Linked DNA regions of Sus scrofa: region 1 is linked to region 2. Evidence: chromatin contacts called from public Hi-C data. All regions are on one chromosome and are shown on one strand. The core of a region is the stretch at or near the end of the contact, and the rest is flanking DNA. Distances in the headings are between cores, read along the strand shown. Region 1 overlaps DYM (dymeclin). Region 2 has its middle 36 kb from the start of CTIF.

What was found. A called contact is a pair of places that touch in the nucleus more often than the background predicts.
Region 1: a contact with region 2 is called in a Hi-C map of omental adipose tissue, with 1.7 times the contacts expected there. The contact joins two enhancer-like sites. A contact is called at or near these places in 10 of 47 Hi-C or Micro-C datasets (adipocytes, embryonic fibroblasts, epiblast stem cells and 6 more).

The regions. Positions count from the first base shown.
Region 1 is chr1:98,837,912-98,844,672 of Sscrofa11.1, reverse strand. All of the region lies in intron 13 of DYM (dymeclin), which reads left to right. Among named protein-coding and RNA genes, the nearest start is that of DYM, 180 kb to the left of the region's middle. Within about 2 kb of position 3,147, at least 3 of the 83 cell types and tissues checked have an H3K27ac peak or open chromatin away from gene starts, as enhancers often do. A contact at or near this core is called in omental adipose tissue, where this site is marked.
Region 2 is chr1:98,094,518-98,100,862 of Sscrofa11.1, reverse strand. No RefSeq gene overlaps it. Among named protein-coding and RNA genes, the nearest start is that of CTIF, 36 kb to the left of the region's middle. Within about 2 kb of position 2,947, at least 2 of the 83 cell types and tissues checked have an H3K27ac peak or open chromatin away from gene starts, as enhancers often do. A contact at or near this core is called in omental adipose tissue, where this site is marked.

The sequences.
Region 1 (6,761 bases), core at 1,898-4,397, 740 kb before region 2:
TACCCTGTGAGCCAACTGTCATACTTCCACATTTGTGAAAGTGACAATGTACAGGTTTATTTTGGCAGTGTTTTTCTTTATAACAAAAAAGATGAGAAACGACTCTAAATCAATAGAGACGTAATTCAGTATTGTACATTGATACAGTAGACAGTGTGTAGCTATAAAAATTTAAAAAAATAATAAGGCTTTTCAAGATATGCTGAAAAGCAAGGCATGGCACTGTACGTATACAGTGGTCCCCTGGTACCCAAGATTTCACTTTGCTCAGTTTCAGTTACCTGTGGTCAACTATGGGCTGAAAATGCTAAATGGAAAATTCCAGAAATAAACGGTTTATAAGTGTTTAATTGTATGTCATTTTTGTGCTGTTCTGCCTGGGACATGAATCATCTCTTTGTCCAGTGTATCACTTAGTAGTCACATTACGCACACATTATGCGTGTGTGTGTGTGTGTGTGTGTGTGTGTGTGTGTGTGAGATGACGTAGTTCTGTAACATGATGGCTTCAAAATGTCATTGAATTTATCCAGTGAAATTAATAATGCCATGTGGACATTTAAGTTGTCGGTGCGTATGCACGTACGTAGACATAACAGTTCTGGAAAGAAAATCCTTGTGCATGTGTGAGGAACAGCGTATGGTAGTGGTTAGCAGTACACACTGTAGTGAGGCCCACCTCTGCCTCTTACTGGCTGTGTGACCTTGGACAAGTTTTCAGACCTTTTCATGTGTACGTTTCCTCATCTGTAAAATGTGGATAATAATTCCTATTTTGTAGCATCATTGTGAGGATTACAACAATATAACGTGAAAATCTTTCAGAACAGTGTTGAGCACATTTAAGTGTTAGCCAGCCTCTTCTCTCCAAATGTGCAGCATGGGGATAAAATACAGACTTGATTCCGAGTGACTCTTACTGTTCATTATTAATGAGCCTCAAAACTCTTGACAAACATTTGTTTGTAGCTCATCCTTTCGGTACTGTCCTCGAAAGTGATTCCTGGGGTCACAAGCAGAAGACGCTTACGGATAATTTGCTTGATACAATTAGCATGAGGAGAGCCAGGATGAGCGGCTGCAGGGGAGTTGTTCTCTTCCCTTCAGGGAGGGGAATCTAGTTATGCTCTCAAATCTCAGGTGTGTCTGGGGCTTCTTTCAGTAGCAGGGAAAGTTATTCAGAGTCTTTCTGGGGAAAGCATGTTGAAAATGGGTCGTCATTCACCTGGCTAAATGATGTGAACAAAGAGGAGACCTGTTTGGACTGATCTAATTTGCTTAGTGTACATGCTGCGTTCATCCCCCACCTCCGAATCTATGTAGCTGCCTTTTGGGGCAGTCAGCTCGCATTTCCCCATTTCCTTAGGTCATTATTTATTTTCTAAAGGCTTTATTTTCATTTCTTAATAATTGTTGATTAGCTCCTAGAAGTCATCCCTGCCTGTTTCCCATCCTGAGTCGAACCATTTATAAAGCAGTTTCTTTTTTCCACATCTTGGTTTACTTGAAGTGGGATATACTTGATCACATTGAAACAGTTCTGATGACATGACTGAGAATGGCTCTTTATATGTATTTTTTCATTTATGTATCAGTGGATATTTCATAGACCACCACACAGAAAGGGAAACCTAGAAGTCCTTTCTGATAGGTTTTAAAAGAAGGTTTTAGTTTTTAGTTTACCTAAAAGTGACCCCCTGGAGTTCCTGTTATGGCGCAGTGGAAACAAATCCGACAAGGAACCATGAGGTTGTGGGTTCAGTCCCTGACCTTGCTCAGTGGGTTAAGGATATGGCATTGCCATGAGCTGTGGTGTAGGTCGCAGATGCGGCTCGGATCTGGCGTTGCTGTGGCTATGGTATAGGCCGGCAGCTACAGCTCAAATTCGACCCCTAGCCTGGGAACCTCCATATGCCACAGTGGAACCCCAAAAAGCAAATAAATAAATATAAAAAAATAAGTGACCTCTGAAATGTGAATAAAACATTTCACAACCAAAAATTTTTTTAGCAAATTACTGAGTCTTTTACACAGATTCTGTTTTCCTCATGTATCTAGAAACCCCATGTTTTATGTTCAGATTGAATTAGCTTAAACAGATTTTGTTTGCAGAAATCTTCGATTCCTTATGAAGAAATAAGGATAGTGTGAAGATTTTATAGTAGTATCTGCTTTTACATTACAATGATGAAATGGAGTATTTGTGATAATTAAACGATTGAGGCATTTTCAAGCCTATTTTTTTCTTTCATAGTGATATATAGTACTTACTTGAAATTGTGCTTTTCTTTCCTACCAAACCATTTGCATCTATTTTGCTGATGTATATTGCAAACCATAATTAGTAATTCTGACCAGTCCAAACACTGATAGTGATGTAATCTTAGACCATTTTGTTTCAACTTTCTTAAAATTGGATCATATACAAGTGTTATGAATTTTGAAGTAATAATATATCTGCGGCAAATAAAGTGAAAATAAACCTTATTGAAGGCTATCTAACTATCATCATTCCACATATAAAGTATTCACAGCTTGAAGTAATATTCTGCTTTAGCCTTTTATTCTTGATAGCAGTTAACGATGCTGTGCTGTGTTGAAAGGATTTCATCAAATGTATCAGTCAAATTTAGGTTCAGCTGTGAGTAACTGAAAAACTGACAATCCTAGTGGTTTAAAGAAGAAAGAATTTTATTTTTCTCCAGGTAGAAGTTTAAAGCAGACCTTCAAGGGCTGATTAAGGAGACTCTGCTCCAGGAAGTCTATTACTAGTTTCCTTTGTCTGCTATAACAAATCACCACAAACTTAACTGCTGAAAACAACACAAATGTATCATGTCACAGTTCTGTAGGTCAGAAATCTGGCTTAGTTCAGCTGGTGTCTCTGCTCCAGGTTTCACAAGGCCTAGATCAAGTTGTTGGTCTATTGGGCTCTTCTCAGGAGGCTCTGGGGAGCACCTGCTTCTAGATTCCAGGTTCCTTTTGATTGTAGAACTTAGATTCCCATTTCCTTGTTGATGCTTTTCTGGGAGCTGCTCTTAGCTCCTAGAAGCCTCTTGTACAGGCCCCTACATTTCAGAGCCTAATGGCACATCAGATAGTTGGCATGCTTGGAATCTCTTTTATTCTTTGGCCACACCCCCCTGACTCTAGCCAGAGAGAGTTCATTGCTTTTAAGGGCTCATGTGATTAGCTTATGCACATCTGGACAGTCCAGGAGACTCCCCATTTTAAGATCTGTAGTCTTAATTACATCTGCTCATTCCCTCTTTGACTTAGAACATGCGCACAGGTCCCAGGGATTAGGGCATGGGCATCTTGGGGGTAAATTCCTTTCATTGTACCGCCACCACCCCTAGGGGCTGAGCTTTCTGGTAAGGGTCCCAGTTAGCATCTGAGTTCAAGCCCCAGAATGGAGGAGACAAAGAATAAAAGGTGAGTTAAGGCTCCAGGTGACTCTGGAAGGAAGGAAGGAAGGTTTTCTGAAGCGGCCTCAATATCTCTTAAGCCAGAATTTAATCACCTGACCACATGTAGCAACAGGGGAAGCTGAGAAATAGAGTTTTTAATCATTGCAGCCATGTGCTCTGCTATAAAAGTCTGTTGCCAGAGAAGGAGAAAAATGGATACCTGGAGAACAACGAATAGTTGTATTTTTTCTACTTCCTGGAAAACAAAAAACTAGAGGAGATGATGGTAGCACAGCTACCATACCGGAAGAGTGGGACAACAGTGGCTTCCAGAGTGAAAGGCTCTTAGGGGAACACTGAAGAGAAATCCTCAAATAATGCACTTGACATCAGAGCACATATTTCTCTGCCTAGAAGAGCATCTAGCCTTGATTCTTTTTCTGTGCTTATGTACCCAGCACAGTGCTTTCACAAAGTAGGTTTTAGTAAATATTTTTGGAATGAATAAAAAAATGTTGCTACTCATATGGCATTTGGAGTGAGATAAGCTGTTTTATAAAGCTACAGTGGATTTTTTTTAAAAATCCAGCTGTTCTGTGAAAATACATTCTTGGATATTGAATTGAATCTCAACTAGAAATCCCCACACTACCTAACTGATCTGTCCATTTTTGCATTTATGTGGGTCCTTAATGCCCACATTTAAGTATCTTGAGTACCAAAAAAAAAAAATGTAAAAGTACCATTTATGAATAAGAAATTTAGTTTTAGTCCAACAGAATTTCTCTAGGGCTAACTGTAATGAGGCAGAAAGTGATAAATTGTTCAAAGTGCTGAGGGATATAGAAGGAAGAGAGGCGTAATTCTGACCTAGGATAAAGTGAAAGACTCCATGCAGTACATGGCAGAAGCTGAGAAAGTATGCATAATATTTCAACAGGTAAAGGTAGGGGAATAGGAAAATCATACATATGGTGAAAAAACATCAATGGTCTGACAAGAATTTTGGTAATATTTAGAACTGCCTGTGATTATAGAAGAATTGCTTGCTTTTTATTTTATATCAATGTTTACTTCTGAACTTTTGTGCAACCTCTGTTCCTTTCCCTGTTAGCAAAAGTAAAATCACATACAGACACTGTTTTAGGAACCATGTCGATGTGGCCTTTTTCACTTCTCATGAGTACCCCAACCTACATTTAGACTTTGACTGAGGTTCTTCCGGTAATTTTTTAGCTCTAGATGTGCTAGTACAGTGTGAGACATTTTAATGGCTGTTTAATGTCATTATCTTTGGATCTAGACTGCCACTAACTCAAAGGAACTGGACACAAATAGATTCACCCCACCCTGCTCTGTTTTGGGGCATGCTGACGCTAATAACTAAAAGGGGTGTGGTTGCTTTCATATATTTCAGTGTCTTTCACATAGAACAGTATAACAATGACCTATGTTTCAGCTTAACCTGGGAAAACACTGAGGTAACTTAAGCTATTGAGCAGTGGTTATGTACCTTTGGAGACAGCGTAGAAGATTGATGGAAAGCAAAGAGCCGTGAGGCCCTTCTCAAATCCCAAGCTGCTACGATTCTGCGTTTGAATTTTGTGTTTTGTTCTCCTGTTGATTTCCTGTTTTTCTTGGTGGCAGCCACACGAGCCACCAGGGCTCTCAGGCAACTTTACTCCTCCCATAGCAGCACTGCTCTGCTAGTTCTCTGTTCCTTGTTGCACATCAGCTTTCATTTGAAGAAAGGGTTTTCAGGAGTTCCCTTGTGGCACAGTGGGTTAAGGGTCCAGCGTTGTCACTGCAACAGCTTGGGTTGCTGCTGTGTCTCCAGTTCAAACCCCGGCCTAGAAACTTCCACATGCCACAGGAATAGCAGAGAGGGAGGGAGGGAGAGAGAAAGGAGGGAAGGGAGGGAGAGAGGAAGAAAGAAAGGGTTTCCATTGCCTTATTTATTTATTTATTTATTTTTGTCTTTTTGCCTTTTCTAGGGCCGCTTCCCGTGGCATATGGAGGTTCCCAGGCTAGGGGTCTAATCGGAGCTGTAGCCGCCACTCTACGCCAGAGCCACAGCAATGCAGGATCTGAGCTGCGTCTACAACCTACACCACAGCTCACGGCAACGCTGGATCTTTAACGCATTGAGCAAGGGCAGGGATCAAACCCGCAACCTCATGGTTCCTGGTCGGATTCCTTAACTACTGCGCCATGACGGGAACTCCCTCCATTGCTTTAAATAAGTACATGCATACATACCTTCATCAATAAATAACTAAGGTGAAAATTAGGAAATGCTTCTTTAAACGATGTAATAATTAGGCTAATCTTAAGGTTCCTCAAACTTCTCAAAAGGCAATATGTTATTCTGAGGTATGCTGTCCATCTAAAAGACCTAAAAGAATAATAGCATTTTTAAAGTAGCATTAGTGAAGTCAGTGGTTTTTTAAAAATAATGACTCTAGTTATTTAAACTCTGTATTTTCTTATATATTTGTAACATAAAAACATTCTCTTTTGTCTTTTATTTATTTCTGCATATAGGTTATTGAGTTTTTCTGCTTGGCTCTATCATTTACTCTCTCTTGTTCTAGAGTTTTATCTGTTAAAAGATAGAATGTAGATTCTTATGGAGGAAATCTGTTTTATTAATTATAAGGCATATGTCCCAAGCTCCCAAACCAAGTATACTGAGTGTTTTGAATTAAATATTTAGTGTTTCATCGACTCTTTCCTCTGACTTCCATTAAGACCTCTAGAAATAGTTCTTCTCTAATAAGCCTTTTGTTTCTTTGGGGCCAGTGCACGGATTGATAGGGAATGAACCATTGCTGTACTGTTCAATGTGTGGTAAGCTTTTCTCGGTAACATATCTAACTTCAGTATAATTCATTTTTGGTGAGATGGTCAGTTTCTGTCAGAGCAGGAAATACTTGGTTTTTGTTCTCAGCAGATAGTAGTACTTATTTGGGAATAGTAGGACATTTTTGATGATGGCATGGAACAAGAAACTTTAAAAAGGGCTCGATAGTAAAGGTTTTTACTAAGACAAATGATCTGTGCTTGAACAGGATATATAGAACTGAGCCCGGAATCTATAACCTAATTTTCTTCTTCCCTTGAATCCATTTGGTATGTTTGACTAGCAAAAGCTAATATTTCCATAGGTGATTGTTTTTAATTTTTTAGGACAGTATAAAAATTGCTTTATTATGTACCGAAAGTTTCACCTTGTTGAGTTGACAAATACATATCTATTATCATGATCAAGATAAGTTTTATCTCCCTAAAGATTCCCCTGTACAACTCTATAGTCATACCCTTCCAGCCACCCAAACCTTATTCGGTTTC
Region 2 (6,345 bases), core at 1,698-4,197:
AGAGATCTTATGTTTTCATCACAAGAAAAAAAATTGTGACCATGGATGATGATGGAAGTTAACTAGACCTATTGTGGGGATCATTTTGTGATGTGTAGCAAACATCACATCGTTATGTTGTACACCTGAAAGTGCGATAATGTTATGTGGCAGTTATATCTCGGTAGAAATAAATAAAAATTTAAAAAACACATGTGCCTCAAGATCTGTGGGATGTTCCAAATCATAATTCCAAGTGTGTTTAATAATGAGAACCCTGGACAGTGGAATAGTTTCTCAAGATAAGTGCTCCCAGGAAGGAGACCCATTTAGATGTTCAAGTTCTTACGGTTCTTCTTTTTGTCTTTTTAGGGCTGCACCTGTGGCAGGCAGAGATTCCCAGGCTAGGGGTCTAATCGGAGCTGCAGCTGCCAGCCTATGCCACAGCCACAGCCACAGCAATGCTAGATCCGAGCTGCCTTTGCCACCTACATCATGGCTCACAGCAACGCCAGGTCCTTTAACCCACTTAGCAAGGCCAGGGATCGAACCTGCATCCTCATGGATACTAGTTGGAACAGGAACTCCTTCTAATGGTTCTTCACAGTCCCATTACCATATAGTTATAGGAAGACTGAAATATGGTGTCCCCTAGATCTTGGTAAAATTAGTTCAGGAGTTACCTTTGTGGCTCAGTGGTTAATGAACCCAATAGGATCGTGAGGATGTGGGTTCGATCCCTGGCCTTGCTCAGTGGGTTAAGGATCCGGCGTTGCCTTGAGCTGTGGTGTATGTTGCAGACGCCGCTCGGATCCTGCGTTGCTGTGGCTCTGGCATAGTCTGGCAGCTATAGCTCTGATTGGACCCCTATCTGGGAACTTCCATGTGCTGCAGGTCTGTCCCTAAAAAAAAAAAAAAAAAAAAAAAAAAAAATTAAAAAAATACATATATAAAGTTATTTCAAGCCTCAATTTTCTCATCTAAAAAATGGGGATCATAATAGTTCACACACCATAGGATTACAAAGGGTATAGAAAGAACTGAGCCCAGCTTAATAATAAGTACGGAGCAGATATTATATGTATTGTTATGTGCTGCTAGAAACATAAGTATTTATCATTTTGCTTAAGAGAGGAATGCCTATGCATCACATTGCCCTTGTGAAATTGTTAATAACATCCCCTTTCACTTTCGAAACACTCTTGATTTGGACAATAAAACATGTTCCGCTGTCAACTTACACCACTAGTAAGTCAGAGTAGCGGGGATCTGAAGGAAGGTCACTCTGAGTTAGGACCGTGGAAATCACAAGCATAAAAGTAAGAAGAATTTCTGGAGCAGAAGCCAGGAACTCTCCTTTCTCTGTAGCCTTTGCACAGTCTTCATTCCAGTATATTCTGTATGCAGAAGATCTCCTTCTCTTCATATCAACTTCCCGTCCTGTCTTGTTTTGTTTTTTATTCCTTTCACTTTCAAATCTGAATAGCTCTCATTTTGATCCTTCCACAATGTTCTCATGTAGGATTTCACAATCAGCATTTAAAGGCAGTTATGGGAGGCTCCTTGTGGCTTGGCAGGGTAAGGATTTGGCGTTGTCACTGCTGTGGCTATGGTTACTGCAGTGGCGGGGGTTCAATCCCTGGCCCGGGAACTTCTGCATGGCGTGGGCAGGAAACAAAAAAGGCAGTTTTGCTTCAACTCAAAGAAGTGCCCTTGAACTTTATAACATATAACATATACTTAAAATCCATTGAGTGCATTTTAACCTAGAAGCATCAGATCATTCGAGGGGCTCCAGAGAAATAGAAAGGGCTTCCTCTGTGGTGGGGTGAGAAAGGGCAGGCAGTTAACATTTACTGAGGGTGTCCTGTCCCCTTCTCCTGGGAATAGCAGTGTCACCTTCCTCTCTGGAGACATATCCTTCTCTAGGAAATGGAGCCGAGACTCAGACCTAGTCAATCGGGTTCTGCAAGGACCTATGAGATGGGCCTGGGGACACCGTCTAAGCTGGTGGGAGTCATTCTAGGGCTTTCTTTAAGGTGTTAAGATGTCTATTTCATGTGGGGATGGGGGGGTGGGGAGGTCAATGCGGGAGAGTGGGAGCAGCCTGAAGTCACTGGCGGTCACCTTTGCCACCGCATGGTGATGTGGGAGAAGGATGCGACCCCAGAGGAAATGACAGCCAGGGGTGGAGAAAGATTCCCGATGGGTTGTGTTTCTGCCTTCCTTGCAACAAAGAGTCCAGATTACTACAAGAAATCTCTAGGGAACTTAGTGACACTAATGACTTGGGTTTGTCTGATGGATATTGTCCAAAAATATCTAAGAGTAACAAAACCTGCTGTGTTTTTTAAAATTTTATTTATTTTTTGCTTTTTAGGGCCGCATCCACTGCATATGGAGGTTCCCAGGCTAGGGGTTGGATCAGAGCTGCAGCTGCCGGCCTACACCACAGCCACAGCAGTCTGGGATCTGAGCCATATCTGTGACCTACACCACAGCTCACGGCAATGCCAGATCCTTAACCCACTGAGCAAGGCCAGGGATCGAACCTATATCCTCATGATCCTAGTCAGATTGGTTTCTGCTGAGCCACAATGGGAACTCCACAACCTGCAGTTTAGTGAACACCTATGTTGATAAATTGATTGCCCTGTTAATAACTTCCCCACATCTTACTCTCCGATGGTCTTTGCAATGCCTTCGGGGCCTGTTTCCCCACTTCTGGACTCTTGGCTGGCCTATGACTTACTTTAAACAGAAGAGTTGGGGCAGAAGTGACAGTGTGCCAGTTCCAAGCCCAGGTCACTGCCAATGGGAGAAAGCCCAGGCTGGCTTGCTGAAGGCTGAGAGGCCACGTGAAGGAGAGCTGAGGAGCCCTGGCCACAGCCAATCAGTGCTTGTAAGCAGAGCCACCTCACCACCCTGCCCCTGACCTCAGAGGCGTGAGGAAGCCCAGCAAAGACCAGAAGAATCACCCAAGGGAAGACAGCCTAAGTTACCGGCCTGTAGAACTGTGGGCTAAACAAACACTGTTTCTCTTGACTCACTAAGTTTTGGGGTGATCTGTCCCCTAGCAGTTAGAGAATTGGTACTCTTGGAATGGAGATACCTTATAAACATTAATCAAGCACTCTAGCTTTGGAGACAGGTCAGCTTTTCATTCCAATAACTTACTAACGATGTGACTTTGGACACATTTTTTTCTTAACCGTCTCTTCAGATTTTGCATCTATAAAACAGGGATAATAAAACTATGATGTTTTCTTAATATAAATGAGATAATGTATGTGAAGTACTTAGCACAGTGCCTGTGACATACAATAAAGCCTTATACTTATGATCCATCTTATGAGGTAGCAGGTATTAAACCCATTTTTTTTTTTTTTTTTTTTTTTTGCTTTTTAGGGCCACATCCTCAGCAGCACCTCAGGAAGTTCCTGGGCTAGGGGTCAAACTGAAGCTGCAGCTGCCAGCCTACTCCAGCACAGCCACAGCAATGCCGGATCCTTAACCCACTGATGGAGGCCAGGGATCGAATCTGCATTCTTATGGATACTAGTCGGATTCGTGACCACTGAACCACAATGGGAACTCCTAAACCCCTTTTATAGATGAGGAGACTGAGGTTCGAAAGTCTAACTTGATGATAATAGTTACTAAATATGGAGTGTCCACTATGTCCTGAAATTTTCTTAAGCTGTATCTTCTAAAATGAGAGCCCTAGAGTTTGTGGGTCCAGTACAACCCAGGTGAGCCCACATTAGGCCTGGCTAGGGCCAGGGGAAGGAGAAGGGTCCACCCTCTCTCCACCAGGAGAGAGCACAACGAGTGGACCTGTAGAGTTTCCAGGCCAATGTTCTCTTTGGGAGATGCTGAGCCAGAGAACAGGAGAGCAAGGGAGGCCTGTAAGATTCCAGGGAGAGGCCACCTCATCCTCATTTCAGCTTTTATTAAGTGCCGAGAGGGCAGGGCTCCTGACAGGTGCAATTCCTTGATCACACTCTCATTCTGCTTCCCGCAATTGGGTCATCTGCGACTGAGCCCCACAGGGCACCTTGTCTAGACTCTCCTCGCCCCCATCCAGACAGAGCCAGAACCATGAATCATAGAATAAATAGATCTTGGGCTCTGTTCCTCTCCCAAATCAGAACACTTCTACTTCCAATTAATGGAAAGTTAAGACTTGTTCCATGTTCTCCTGATGTGGGGATGAAGAGCCAGGGCATCTAGGGGAAAATGAAGGTGAAAACAAAAGTTTTTGACAAATGAACCAGCATTTTGATTTGGGGGATCATACTTGTCCTGATCGCTCTCTTCCTACAGGCAAACTCCAGTCCCCAGACAAACTTGCTCACCCACCGAAGGTAGGCCCTGCTCTCCTCAACAGCTTTTTTTGTGTGCAAGATTTAGGAAGAGATTGTCTGCAGTCTGTCCTGCCTTGTGATAAACATAATGAAAACATGAGATTTCTATTTAATTTTCAAAAATTGCACAGATTTCCCCCCTCTCCCACCATAACGCTTGTTTTTCCAAAGTACTGGCTATGTGCAAATTCATAGTAAGTTGTTTTATTATTATTTCTTGTGTTTTTAGGGCCGCGCCCGTGGCATATGGAGGTTCCCAGGCTAGGGATCAAATCAGACCTGTAGCCGCTAGCCTACGCCACAGCTATGGCAATGCGGGATCCTAGCCGCGTCTGTGACCTACACCATAGCTCATGGCAACGCTGGATCCTTAACCCACTGAGCGAGGCCAGAGATCGAACCCACATCCTCATGGCTGCTAGCTGTGTTTGTAACCTGCTGAGCCACACAGGAACTCCCATATGCTTCTTTCTGTGCATACCCTGTTGGGGGGGCCTGTGGGGCAGGATACTTGGCCGGTGAGGGGATGGTGGTTTGCAGGCCAGAAGGCAGACCTGGTCACTCCTCTGCTTCCTTTGAAGCATTTCTTGAACTATTCAGAATAGCTCAGCCCCAACAACCCCTACACTTTGTGGTATCCCTGAGCTTGTGATCCATGTAGGACTAAGGACACAGGACCCTCCCTGTGAACTGGTCTTTTCTCCCTCTCAAGGATGGGATCAAGCTTTATATTTTGTCCTAAGTCAAGTAGACCTAGACTTGAATTCTGCTTCTGCCACTCTGGCCTTTTAATTTTTCTGAGCCTGGTTTCCTCATCTGCAAAACAGCGTTGGCGTGAAGATGAAGTGACCCAAAGGAACATACAACTTACTAGCTGTGTGACCTTAGGCAAGTTACTTAACCTCTCTGAACTTTTCTACTTATCTCCTGGGTTGTTGTAAGGCTCACATGAGTAATATTTAGGTAATGTAAATATTGCCCTGCACATACCAAGTCTTCCTTAAAGTTGGCTTATTAACATTAAGGAATGTGAACTGGCTGACATGCAGAAGGCTTCCAATAAATGTGAATTCTCTTCTCTTTGCCCTCTCATGCTCCCAACTTTGGCTGCAGGAGCCTGGTTTCTCCGAAGACCACAGAATTCCAGGCATCCCACTTAATCTGGCTTTGAAGAGTTTTAGGTTGGCTTTTGTTCCTCCCCAGTCATCAGAAAAATAAACTAACAGCGACCCCTAGTGGTATCCTTGAGCAAATGCTCAGGCTGGTCTGAGTGCCTGTGGCCGGTGACAGGTGGGGACTGGGTGGGCGGTACTGCTGTGGCTCTGGCACAAGCCCACACACTTGGGTTCACAGGGCTCAGGGGCCGCGTCAGTGCAGCTTTCCCTACTGAGAAGCCTTGCACATCCCCCATGTCACCAAGGCTCAGTGCCATCAGAATGACACTCCTAGGCAGTCTGTCACTGCATTAGCCCACAAAAGTCCAAGAGGATCTAGCCTCAGGTGGCCCCTGGGAGACAGAAGAAAGAGGCTGTGAAGAGGGGGCAGAAGGGCAGGCTTAGGACTTTTTTGCAGCATGATCTTCAATGAGTCATTCAGCATCTCTGAGTTTGCAAAATGGAGTTAGCGATACTCACAGGGTTGCTGTAAGGAGGGTTTAAAATAATGGATGTAGGGGAGTTCCTGTTGTGGCTCAATGGAGATCAACCCAGCTAGTATCCATGAGGAGACGGGCTCCATCGCTGGCCTCGCTCAGTGGCTAAAGGATCTGGCATTGCCATGAGTTGTGGTTTACGTCACAGGTGCAACTCGGATCTGATGCAGCTGTGGTGCAGCCTGGCAGCTGCAGCTCCAATTAAACCCCTATCCTGGGAACTTGCATATGCCACAGGTGCAGCCCTAAAAAAAAAGACAAAAATATAAATAACATAAAATAATGGATGTGGAAGGTTAAATACCATATACACACAGAGAGCACTCAAGAAATGGTAGATATTGTTAT